2 separate regions of the Rattus norvegicus genome follow, and region 1 is linked to region 2. Evidence: chromatin contacts called from public Hi-C data. All regions are on one chromosome and are shown on one strand. Each heading gives the region's core, a stretch centred on a gene start, on an enhancer-like site or on the middle of the called end of the contact. The rest is flanking DNA. Distances are from core to core; before and after follow the strand shown. Region 1 overlaps LOC134485974 (a long non-coding RNA gene). Region 2 overlaps Manba (mannosidase beta).

What was found. Hi-C and Micro-C count contacts between places; a contact is called where the count stands out from the background.
Region 1: a Hi-C map of frontal cortex shows a contact between it and region 2, with 1.9 times the contacts expected there. The contact joins two enhancer-like sites. A contact is called at or near these places in 2 of 12 Hi-C or Micro-C datasets (the A7r5 cell line and frontal cortex).

What each region holds. Positions count from the first base shown.
Region 1 is chr2:226,822,205-226,827,965 of GRCr8, reverse strand. LOC134485974 (a long non-coding RNA gene) reads right to left here. Exons shown (of 2, transcript XR_010064450.1): 1 at 3,821-5,761; 2 at 72-389. Among named protein-coding and RNA genes, the nearest start is that of Nfkb1, 20 kb to the right of the region's middle. Within about 2 kb of position 3,890, at least 1 of the 93 cell types and tissues checked has an H3K27ac peak or open chromatin away from gene starts, as enhancers often do.
Region 2 is chr2:226,642,685-226,648,433 of GRCr8, reverse strand. It overlaps Manba (mannosidase beta), which reads right to left. Exons shown (of 17, transcript NM_001031655.2): 9 at 3,980-4,097; 10 at 2,428-2,514; 11 at 1,381-1,548; 12 at 1-39. Among named protein-coding and RNA genes, the nearest start is that of Manba, 62 kb to the right of the region's middle. Within about 2 kb of position 2,728, at least 9 of the 93 cell types and tissues checked have an H3K27ac peak or open chromatin away from gene starts, as enhancers often do.

The DNA.
Region 1 (5,761 bases), core at 2,641-5,140, 180 kb before region 2:
ATCATGTATATTATAATTATATAGCTTTATTAAATTTATTCTTTAAGAATGTCATACATGTATCTAATACAGTCTGCTTCCACTCATCCCACATCTGCTGTTACCTCCCACCTTACCCTGTCAACACGCCCCTCCTCCCTGCACGTTCACTTCCCATATTCCTGTCTTTTCACTCTGTTTTTTGTGACTCACTAGGCTTAACCACGGATGTCTGTGTGGCAATGGGCCCGTCTGAGCCTGGTTCGGCCCATCAGTGGGTACACAAATGCAGTATAGGCCTCCCCTCTCCCAAAATCCATCAGCAGCCAACAGTTTAGCAGAGAAAGCTGGCACTGGTGAGCTGGTCCCCACCCATAGTTGACTGGTGACAGGTGCCATCTTGTGTAGGCCTAGTGAAAGGAAACACAAATACTGTGAGTTGGTGGTTGCAATGGTTGTGTCATGGCCAGAAGACGCCATTTCTTCACGCCCTCTCCATTATCTTTAAGCTCTTCATCCTCCTTTTCCTCTGCTCCCTGACCCCTAGCGGACAGGACATACACGTCATGTTTAGCGTGAAGCACTGAATCGCCGTTTACCCTCAGCATCTCGAGCAGCCATGAGTTTGTATTCACCACTGTTCATCGCAGAGAGAAGCAACTCCAACTAAGGCTTAAAGTGGCATTTGTCTACGGGATGAGCATAAATATTTAGGGAGTGTTTGCTGCCTCATCAGTTTAACTAAACAACAGTAGGGGCTTCAACATTCCTCACACACTCCTTGCTGAGGCCGCAGAAGCTGGTCTCCAAGCTGGACTCTGCTCAATACCTTGTACAAAGTCCATGTATGCTTATTGCAACGTCTGTATTCATGCTTAAGCTCAAACACGATTTCATATGTAAACTGAAGATATTAAAGAAGGCTAGCAATATGTTATCTACTCTATTGACACTTTTAAGTGTATTGTACACCGGGCCTTATGGGGGTTACTAACCACTCAGTGGTAACCATTCTGGGCAATTCTGGACCGTTCTCCCTCTCCAGAGAGCAGCAGGCGTGTGGATTAAGAATTTCCCATATTTATAATTCAAAAAAGTCAACCATGTTCCTTGCCTCCCCCTCCTCCCCCCAGCCCCGATGTATTTCCTAGGAGTTCTGCAGTTCAGACCTTTGAAAACAGCTGGCAACTTTACCCAGTAAAGTGACGTTGGTCTATTTTGTGTGAGCTAGTGAGGTTTTAAAGGTGTTCATACGCATGGCATAGTTTGTGGGCAGCTACACTACTGAGAATGTAGTTGGATCGTTTTAATTAAAATTAAAGCAAACGTGCTTGGTAATGAGTCAGCAAACCTTTCACCAAGATTTGACATAGCAGGGGGCTCTATGGCTGCCAGGGCTTTTGACTCAACGGTCTGCATCAAAGAGTAGACCTTTCTCTTTTTCTCTCATGTGCATCAGCTAGTGTTCTGGCTGCCTATTAAACCACCAGCGAGTTTCAAATTTCATCAGACTGGACTTTCCACTGGCCTTTAACTGGCTGAGTAGGAGCAGGAACGGAGAGCAAATGTCTGAAAAGCGTATTCGCGAATAGCATGTGAGTCACTTTCATTAAGCGGAGCTCGCCTCTTCAAACAGTACCAGGAGGGGGCAGCATACATCGCAGCTTGCAGACCTGCATCAAAGCAAAGGTTCTTAGGAAGAAGTCAGCCGCAGAGCCAGAAGCCTGGTGACACCGACACCGGGAAGCCAACAGAAGGCAAAGAAGGCACTGGAACAATATAGTTTTGTTCCTGAAAGTGAAACACCCCTGGTGCTATTGATGTCCTTTTAAATCTTCGGATATCAACTTTCAGGGATATACAGAAGTCACTGCCATTTGCAGAGAGAGAGAGAGAGAGAGAGAGAGAGAGAGAGAGAGAGAGAGAGAATCGCAAAGGAAGACCTAGACTCTGGTTGAGGTACAGATGACTAAGGTATAACCATGGAAATGTATTCACAAACAACTGGCTTCACACATATTGTCAGAGGTTTGCCATCTGCAGGGTGTGAACATTTACTAACTAGTTCTTCCCTTTCTTAACTCATTCTCCCTAACTAGAAATCTTTGCCCTGGCACAACTGTTTCCCGGCCACCCCCTGAAAGCTCTATTTTTAATTACCTTACTTTCCTCATAGAAAAAAAATAGTATATTTTAAAGGCACTCGCCAAAAATACCTGGGAGGAGATCTCAGACAAAGCTGTCAGAGAAGTGGTCAAAAATGTAGCGGGTCTTGGGCCTGAAATAACTCTTAACTCATCAGACAAGAGCATGTGTTGCTCTTATTGGAGACTATGGTTGGACTCCGAGAGCCACATGGCAGCCCACAACCATCTGAAACTCCAGTTCCAGTGGATTCCATGTCCTCTTCTGACCCGCTTGGGCATCACACACCCATGTGGTGAGTGTACATACATGCACACAAAACACTCATACACATAAATAGTGAAATAAATATTTTCTAAAGGGGGCAGGGGTAAAGTGTTCCTTTCTAGCCATGGTGTCATAGGAACAACATAGTACTGGTTGGTTGTATGTCAATTTTATCACAGGCTTGAGTCACAGAGACAAGAGAGCCTCAATAGGAAAGAGAATGCCTCCATAAAACCTGACTTTAGGTTAAGACTACAGAGCATTTTCTTAATTAGAAATTGATGTGGGAGGACCCAGCACACTTTAGGTGGTTCTATCCAGGGCTGGTGGTCCTAAGAAAGCAAACTGAGCAAGCCACGAGGAGCAAGCCAGTAAGCAGCACCCTTCCGTGGCTTCTGCATCAGCTCCTGCCTCCAGGTTCTCGCTGCTTTTGGTAATGAACTGTTGTATGGAACTGTGAGTGGAATAAACCTTTGCTTCCCCAAGTTGCTTGGTCATGGTGTTTCAAGACAGCAACAGTAACCCTAACTCAGACAAACATGTTACAAATGTAATAAACAGAGCAAATGGGATGTTTCTTGTCAACCTAGCCCCGGTGCTCATTGTAAAACCTTCTGTGTTATCATTAAGGGGTCTCCTATGCAGTAAAGTATTCACATTTCAACTGGTTAAAACTGTGAACAGTTAGAATAAAGTTTTCTTTTCTTTTTTTTTTCTTTTGTTAGGAGCTGGGGACCGAACCCAGGGCCTTGCGATTGCTAGGCAAGCGCTCTACCACTGAGCTAAATCCCCAACCCCAGAATAAAATTTTCTTAATTTTAAAAATATCATTTACATTTGATGTGTGCTGATGTGCTCAGAGTTTTTGCGATATGTCGAGTGAAAGCCCCCACTGCCCTTCTTTTCCTATAAAAGTAATAGTATTATTGGAAACATTCTTAATACCTTAGAAACCAAAATTTCTTCTAACTCAATGTCTCCTTTGTGCACCTTGCCAATTCTTCCCCTAAAATGAACTAAAAATGAGCAAGTCATGAATCACGCATGGTTCAGAATGACTCAAAATTCTAAAGAACAGATGTCCCATTATATTTTTTTCCCAGAAAATAATACAAGTTTTCAGCACTAGTGGCTTTCAAAAAAAAAATCCGCCAAATTCTATTTATACTAAGGTTTCAAAAGCAAAATATAGAGCTTAAAGGGGGGCACCAAGAGATAATTCAACGTTTTTACTTGGCAGATGGGAAGATATTAATAATCCAACAGTTGTTCAGATTCTAAAGTTTAAGCGTGCTATTTTGAAATATTTATACCTGTTTCCACATGTCTAGTATATATTATGTATGAAACATTTAAATATTTGGTGTGTGCCTTTGTTTTTAGGAGAATAATGCTATATTGCTGAAACAGAGAATCAGCTATGACTCACATGAGGCCATGTGTTTCATGACTTGGTACGGCTGTTGAGGCTCAGACGGACAGAGTCTAGAACGGATCAAGATGAGAAGGTAAATGAGACAACACGTTTTCATGGGAACGCAAAGCACATTGTTCTGAAGATGCAGCATCTCTGTGTTTGTAACAATGAGGAGATTCCTGCCTGGGGTTGGGGGCTTCAGGAAGCGGGTTAGATCCACCTAATATATTTCCCCCAAACTTGTCATTAGAATTGCTGTGATTATAGAGGTCTTATTAAACTGGCACTGCTTAAGTAAACTTAGAAAGCTGCTTGCCTAATTCGAGGTCAAGTGTTCGCTAAACATGGTATCAAAAGACGAAAGGACTGTGCCAAATTCTTCCGCACTCTGTACCAGAGCCAAATCAACAGTACCAAAGGAGATGGGAAGACGCTACAACTCACCTTCCATTTAGAATTTAGCCACCTTCGTCTGTGTTTAGAGCAGAGGAACATGTGTGCATCTCTCAAATCACCACCACCACCCCCAATTACACTCCAGCCAAGAGTGAGAGGGAAACCTAGAAGTTTTATATAAAAGCACATATGTTTGAGAGGAAAATGTCTCTATTCAGTAGATACCTTCTGTGAACAGACATTCAACCTTGTTGGAATCGTCAATGCGTTTTTCTTTCCTCTTTTGAGATGCATGACTTTGACCCACCGCTTCTTACACTTGTCTGTTTTTAACCAAAGAAATAAAAGAAAAGAAAAGATTCTGAGGGTTCATCCTTGGATTCACCCCGCAGACAAAATTGCGTCGATGTAATAAGTGGTCTTGTAAGCTGATTTTGAGCGTAGAGTGATACACGAGCGAAGGAAAGTTCTTCCAGGCGCTGAGAGAAAAACGCCCAGAACAAAAGGAGTAACAGCATGGTAAGGACATTAATGTCCTATCTTTGTGAGTGAAATGCAAAATCCCCCCTCAAAAAATATAGAAAATTATGCATTCACAGAGAGAGACCTTGACACTGGGAAGGTAGAGCTGAGAGAGTAAAGTTGAACATTTCCAGGCTCTTTCGAGAACATTCTAGGGTGTTACTAAGATATACAATAAATTTGAATTTCAGTCACAAATCCAAATATAGCAGAAATACAGCCCCCTTTTTTCCTGTAAGTCAACACTTCAAGTCCCCATTAAACTTGAGGTTCCCATCTCTGTTCTAAACAGTATTATTTATAGAGCGCCATGGACATCTGTCAGCCACTCCCGTGGGCACCTGCTAAGACATCTGTACTGGCTGGGTTTGTGTGTCAACTTGACACAAGCTGGAGTCATCACAGAGAAAGGAGCCTCCCTTGAGGAAATGCCTCCATGAGGTCCATCTGAAAGGCATTTTCTGAGTTAGTGATCAAGGCTGAGAGAGACCATTGTGGGTGGTGCCATCCCTGGGCTCGTAGTCCTGGGCTCTATAAGAAAGCAAGCTGAACAAGCCAGGAGAAGCAATCCAGTAAGCAGCACCCCTCCGTGGTTTCTACATCCATTCCTCCCTCCAAGTTCCTGACCTGCGTGAGTTCCTGTTATGACTTCCTTTGGTGATGAACAGCAATGTGGAAGTGTAAGCTGAGTAAACCCTTTCCTCCCCAATTTTCTTCTTGGTCATGATGATTTGTGCATATATTGTGTGAAACAACATCTGTCGATGAATCTTGCCTTCATGCATTGAGCATCATGTGCCCAGAGGCGAGGGCACTCTAGGCACTCTCTAGCATATTATCAGTCTGGATTGGTTAGGCTTCCCTTTTCTAGGCAGAGACCATTCCTCAGAACTGTGTTTATGGGTCAGGACCCAAGGGCTCTTACCACTTGCCCTCTCCCCAACCCCCACACACTCTGTTTCTAATCCGAGAAGTATTTTTCTGTTCTGAGTGAGCTAGGAGAACATTTTTTTTCTACTAGATAAGTTCTCTTGC
Region 2 (5,749 bases), core at 1,479-3,978:
GGTTGGGCTGGATGCAATGAACGGACGACTCCTATCTTCCTGGACATGGGAATAAAGTGATTTTAAGGTTAATATGCTAATTTGGCAAGGTGCAAACAGTTAACTTCTTAAAAAAAAAATACCATCAATTCCTAGAAAGATCAGATCACTGAGAGGAAGTTAGCAGGGCGGTTACCACTCTTCCTGTCAACACTGTCTTGCTCAGGTTTGCTGTCCTTCCTTCAGTCCTGAGCACCTGAGCCCATGGCTTACAGCACCTACTCTCAATGCTTTCAGCCATGGTTTGCCCCCTTTCTTACCCCACAGGTATGTCGTCTCACAATGTGTCCTGACTTTGGCACTATTGACTTTAGGGTTAATAGTGTAGAGGAGCATTTCATGCTAGGACTCTCTTGTCAGGAAGGCATTAGGCAGCATCTCTAGCTTAAATCACCTGCTAGGTGGGGCGAGCGTTTGTTTGCTCCTGCCACATGTGTGAAGTGGTCAGAGGACATATCTTCAAGCCATGACAAATTTTCCCTAGGGACAAAATTGCTGTATTTCAGGGTCCTACGTTAAAAACGAAAGCTATTGAGTCAGAAATACTTGGGTTTAAAACTCAACTCAAAATCTTACTGGTTTGGGGTGGGTCTCAACCTCAGGAATCTTATCTGAAAAGAGAAGAAAATTCTAGATCATGATCTTAGATGTTTGCTTAGAGTAGATGAACCACTAGCAGCTAATCCTAACAATTATGTCTCGATGGAGACAATAATAGTAATTACCTAGAATTCAACACTATCCGTTTTCAAGAAACTCCGTAAACATCATGACTGAGAATCAAGTCGTCTGTGACGTTTGAGACAAAGAGTCATAAGAGCTCCTAAGAGTTAGTCCCTCTTTCTAACTCAGTTTTAGAACTTGAGATATGGGCACTAAGCAAATTGCCCAAGATTGTGTAGATAGTACACTGGGAAGCGTGCACGCTTTATCACTCTACTGTCAAATTTAAATCCCCAGGCATTAAAATCAAATTGTTACATTGATCAAATTTGAAAAAGAAATATTCTTAACTAATGAGCCATTTCTCCAGCTCGTAACCACCTGCAACTCCGGTTCCAGGGATCCAATGCCCTCCATGGGCACCAGCCAAGCACCTGGCGCAGGCGCACATGCACGCGCGCACACACACACACTGTAGCTGTCTTCAGACACACCAGAAGAGGGCACCAGATCCCATTACAGATGGTTGTGAGTCACCATGTGGTTGCTGGGATTTGAACTCAGGACCTCTGGAAAAGCAGTCAATGCTCTTAACCGCTGAGCCATCTCTCCAGCCCCGAGACCTATGCATTTCAAAAGCACATTCTTAAAATCTACTGCCCCCAAACCATTACCCACCGATAAGACAATCTCCCTGATGGTTTTCACGTAGAGGGTCACATAGTCGTTGATGTAAGTCCCCAGGTCCCTGGGGTTTACATGGAACCAGTTCACCCTGAGAGCCACTTCATTCTCATTATTACCACTCCAGATGATGACGGAGGGGTGAGACTTCAGTCTCCTGACCTGAAACGTAAGAAAACATGAAACCATTTCCCCATACCTACCACAGAAGAACTCAGTGCTCTAATGATTAATAAAATTGCAAGCATGCGTTTCCACGTAGACGTTCTTGCCCACCTGATACCTCACACAATGGCTGCTCAGGCTTTCTGGTAATACCATCTTAATAGCTCTCTGAAAGACGGGGGAGGGGGGGGGGACATCGTTCAGTCTGTTAAGTCATTCATTCGTTCTATTTAAGCGTGAAAACCTGAGTTCTATCCCCAGCACCCCTGTCAAAAACCGTGGGCAGGGGTGGAACACATTTGTAATTGTGGAGTTGGGGAGGCAGAGAAAGGAGACTCTCAGGGATCACTCACTGGCTGGCCAGCCTAGCCCAACCCATGGTTCTCAGGTCCCAGTGAGTGGAACAAACAAACAAAAACAAGCAAATCTTTTAAATAAATGAACAGGTAATAACTGACAAGGCATGTGTGAAATGCGAAACCACTCATGGACTCAAGAGTCACATTAAATCTTTGTCCTGAGCTACACTGGTATCCATTTGCTGAGGAAAACTCCAGGAGCAGCAGGACTGGGGAAGGGATGGATGTGTGGTTTGGACGTGTTACACGGAGATGCCCACTAGACCTCTGACCACACCACCAAGCAGCAGTTGGGTACAAGAATGAGGGATGCATCAGAGACTGGAAGACTGGGAATGAGTCCAGGAGTTCTCAGCAAGGAATCGTGACCTGGATAAATCACTCAGGAAACGAATCACCAGACTGCAGCTTTCTCGGAGGAGTTAGTAGGAAACACCAAAAAGAAATGAGTGTTTTAGCAAAAGAAAAAAAAATAAGATGTATTCCTTTTCTTTTTGGAGGTGTGACAATAACATACCTGGTAAGTGACTTCTTTTCTCACTGACTCTAGGAAGCCTGGCTCAGTTGGATAGAGGGCACTGGCAAACATGAAGTCCTGCCACACCTACAGGACCAAAGAAAAGGCAGTGTCATCGCACAGAAAGCAAGACTGCATTCTCACTTAAGGGATTATCTTTTAAATTAAGGAAAAGCAAGTTCTGCAAAAGCGCCCACCTGGGTATCTCTGTGGAGGAAAGATACCCACGCACTGCAGGTTTTTTGAGGGTTGCACAAGAAATGTTTAGAAGATTGTTAAGCAAGCAGGAAAGAGGGGACCCGGATGCTGAGCCCAGTGTGGCCTTGGTGGGGACAGAGTGACAGGGCTCCTGCCCCTGGTACAGGGCCCTGGTGTGTTCCTCCACGAATGACAATGGCTGCTGTGGGCATAAGGTTTGTTTGTATAATAATGCACACATTTCACATTCCTCTGAGGAACGTTCTCTGGGTTAATGTTAATGACTCCATGAGAATTAGAAATAGCAGGAGTGGAGAGGCGTCAGTGTGGCTAATGTCTCAGCCACACTGGTAATGGTAAACACTGGGACCTTCAGGACCACCCTTAAGGCGATGGAAAAGAGCTCTAAATACATGAGTTTAAAATACATATAATTTCTCAGCTATGCAAAATATAAGGCTGCAATATGAATTATGGGGGCTTCATGAATCTAAAGGAACAAAGGAGTGAGCCAGCTTGTCAGAAGGATGCAAAGTCAGTCAGATTCCTGAGTTCAAGGTCAGCCTAGGACACAGGGAAGTAAGGACCAGGTGTAGTAGAAATGGTAATTTCTGGACCGGGTCCCACCCTACTAGCTTAACAATGGCACACAGATCTCTGAATCCTTTTTGCAAAGTTACGAAAAAAAAAACAAATGTATGCTTGCAGTCTCTAGAGAATCAAAGGGCGAGGTTCACAGGACGCTCATTCACAAGATAATCAAAAGGAAACTTGGAGTAAATGACTGGACTGATATGTAAAATAAAAAGCTAAGGCTATGCTCTGCAGGAGGCCAGCTATTCAGAGAATTTTTTAGGATAAAAAGAGAACTTCTTAGAAAGCCCACGCTGGCACAGGCACACACACAAGTCCATTCTCCAGAGATAATTAGGGACAGAGGCATCTTCTTGCTTAGTCCTCCTCATTGCAAAACTTGTATACTAAGAACATCCCTTCTTTGGTTAACTTTATCATTTTTGTTTCTCTCCAGAGTTCATCAGAGGTCCTTTAGTCACTTAATTTGTTTTATTATGTATACCCACATGTCACGGGAGAAATTGTGAAGAAAGTGTATATAGACATTTGATTAGTTATAACTCACCTGCAATGGCTATAATTTTAAAGCAGTAAAGAATTCTCGTTTTTGTTAGCAACTACAGTTCATTTATTCCTTGGCCAAAGTTAATAAATAAACAAACAATGGAACATGCTCCTTGCTCTGAGAGAGGGTTTTAAGGCGTAATAAAATCAACCCACAACCCCAGAGTGGGGAGGGGTCACCTGTAGGTACATGGAGACGGCATCACAAGCTCACCATTATTCCAAGTTCGTCACACAGTGCATAGAATTCATCCTGCTCGTAGATGCCACCCCCCCACACGCGCAGAGTGTTCATGTTAGCATCCACGGCGGACTGGAGAAGGAGCTGCAGCCTGTAGAAGGAGTGGCGAGAACAAATGCTAACTCAGACGTTGGGGAACATTACCCAATTTTTCAAATCTGTTAAGGGAATTAACCACTTCAACATCAAAATGATTTTGCTGTAATCAACGCCAAAGACACTGGGGTAGAATGACACAGAGATTCATAATCACAATGAACTGAAAAATCTCTGTATGATTTCCTCGTTATATGAATTGTCGGTAACTTTACACTATTTCTTAAAATATATTTTTATTTTATATTCCTTTTTTAAGGATTTACTTTATGTATGAGGACAGCGTTGCTGTTTTCAGACACACCAGAAGAGGGCACCGGATCCCATTACAGATGGTTGTGGTTGCTGGGATTTGAACTCAGGACCTCTGGAAGAAGAGTCAGTGCTCTTAACCCCTGAGCCATCTCTCCAGCCCTTTATATTCTGACCTACAGGAAAATGCAGCCCACGGCCAGGGAAACGGCTTAGAAAGCACTTGATGCAGAAGCATGAGGACCTGGATTTGATTCTGAAAGGAAAATTATACAGATTTAAGGTTTAAAAATATGAAGTTAAAAGAAAATTCAGACTCAGGACTAAACACTGTGAAAAGCAAGTCCAGGCAGCCCTGCCCTGCCGCTAGGACTAACAGACCATAAAGATAAAGAAAAGGAATGCAGGAACCTGCCTGAGTTAGCAGGACTGACGCCCCTAGCTCCTAAAATCCTGTACGCTCCAGTCAATACGTACTCTCCTGCTGTGCTGTAATCTCACTGCCATGTTTAAATGAGCCAATCACTTATAGCCGCGCCAGAAATTAGCCAATCGTGTGTAACCGCGCCAAACCCCCTAGCTTTCCCTATATAAACCCCTGACTTTTGAGTTTCGGGGTCGATTCCTCTGTCTCCTGTGTGAGATACATGTCGACCCGGGATCCCGCTAAGACCCGGGATCTCGTTAATAAAAGCTACCTCTTGCTGTTACATCAAGAATGGCTACTCGTGATTCCTGGGGGCACCCCACCCCGCGATCGGAGCGAGAGACGCAGTTCCCCGTTTTGGGGTACGCTCTTTCAATTCCAAACATTCATGTAAAATGCGGCATGTGCAGGCTGCCCCTCAGCATGGGCACGTAACTGTAGCCTACCCCTCAGCATGGGCACGTGACTGTAGCCCATCGGTAAGCCCCAGGTTCAGTGAGAGATCTTGCCTCAGAAGGTAGGGTGGAAAGTGACTGATTAAGATACCCATATCAACCTCTAGCCTTCACATATATGTACATGACACTGAACATATAACATACACCAAAGAACAGTACAGTATAAACACGCCACATACATGAATGTATACTAATTTTTACATTCTAATTTCAACGCCTTCGAAGACCACTTGTAGCCATCTTCCAGATAAAGAGCTTTCACGTGTTTTGCTTTGCTTTGTAAGTTTTCTTGTGTGTGTATTTAAGACACGCATGGCATTGTAGGACAGCTGTTGATAATAGAAAGGTTACTACTGAAGTGGAGTAACAGAGCCATCACTTTGAATTATCTATCTCCCTTTGGCTTTGTGCATAAGAAAATGGTCTTACCCGGAATCCTCAAGTCCTCATGGTGTCCCTCAGATCTCCAGACTTGTTCTCCAGGCATATTGACTATTTTGTGTGCTCTTC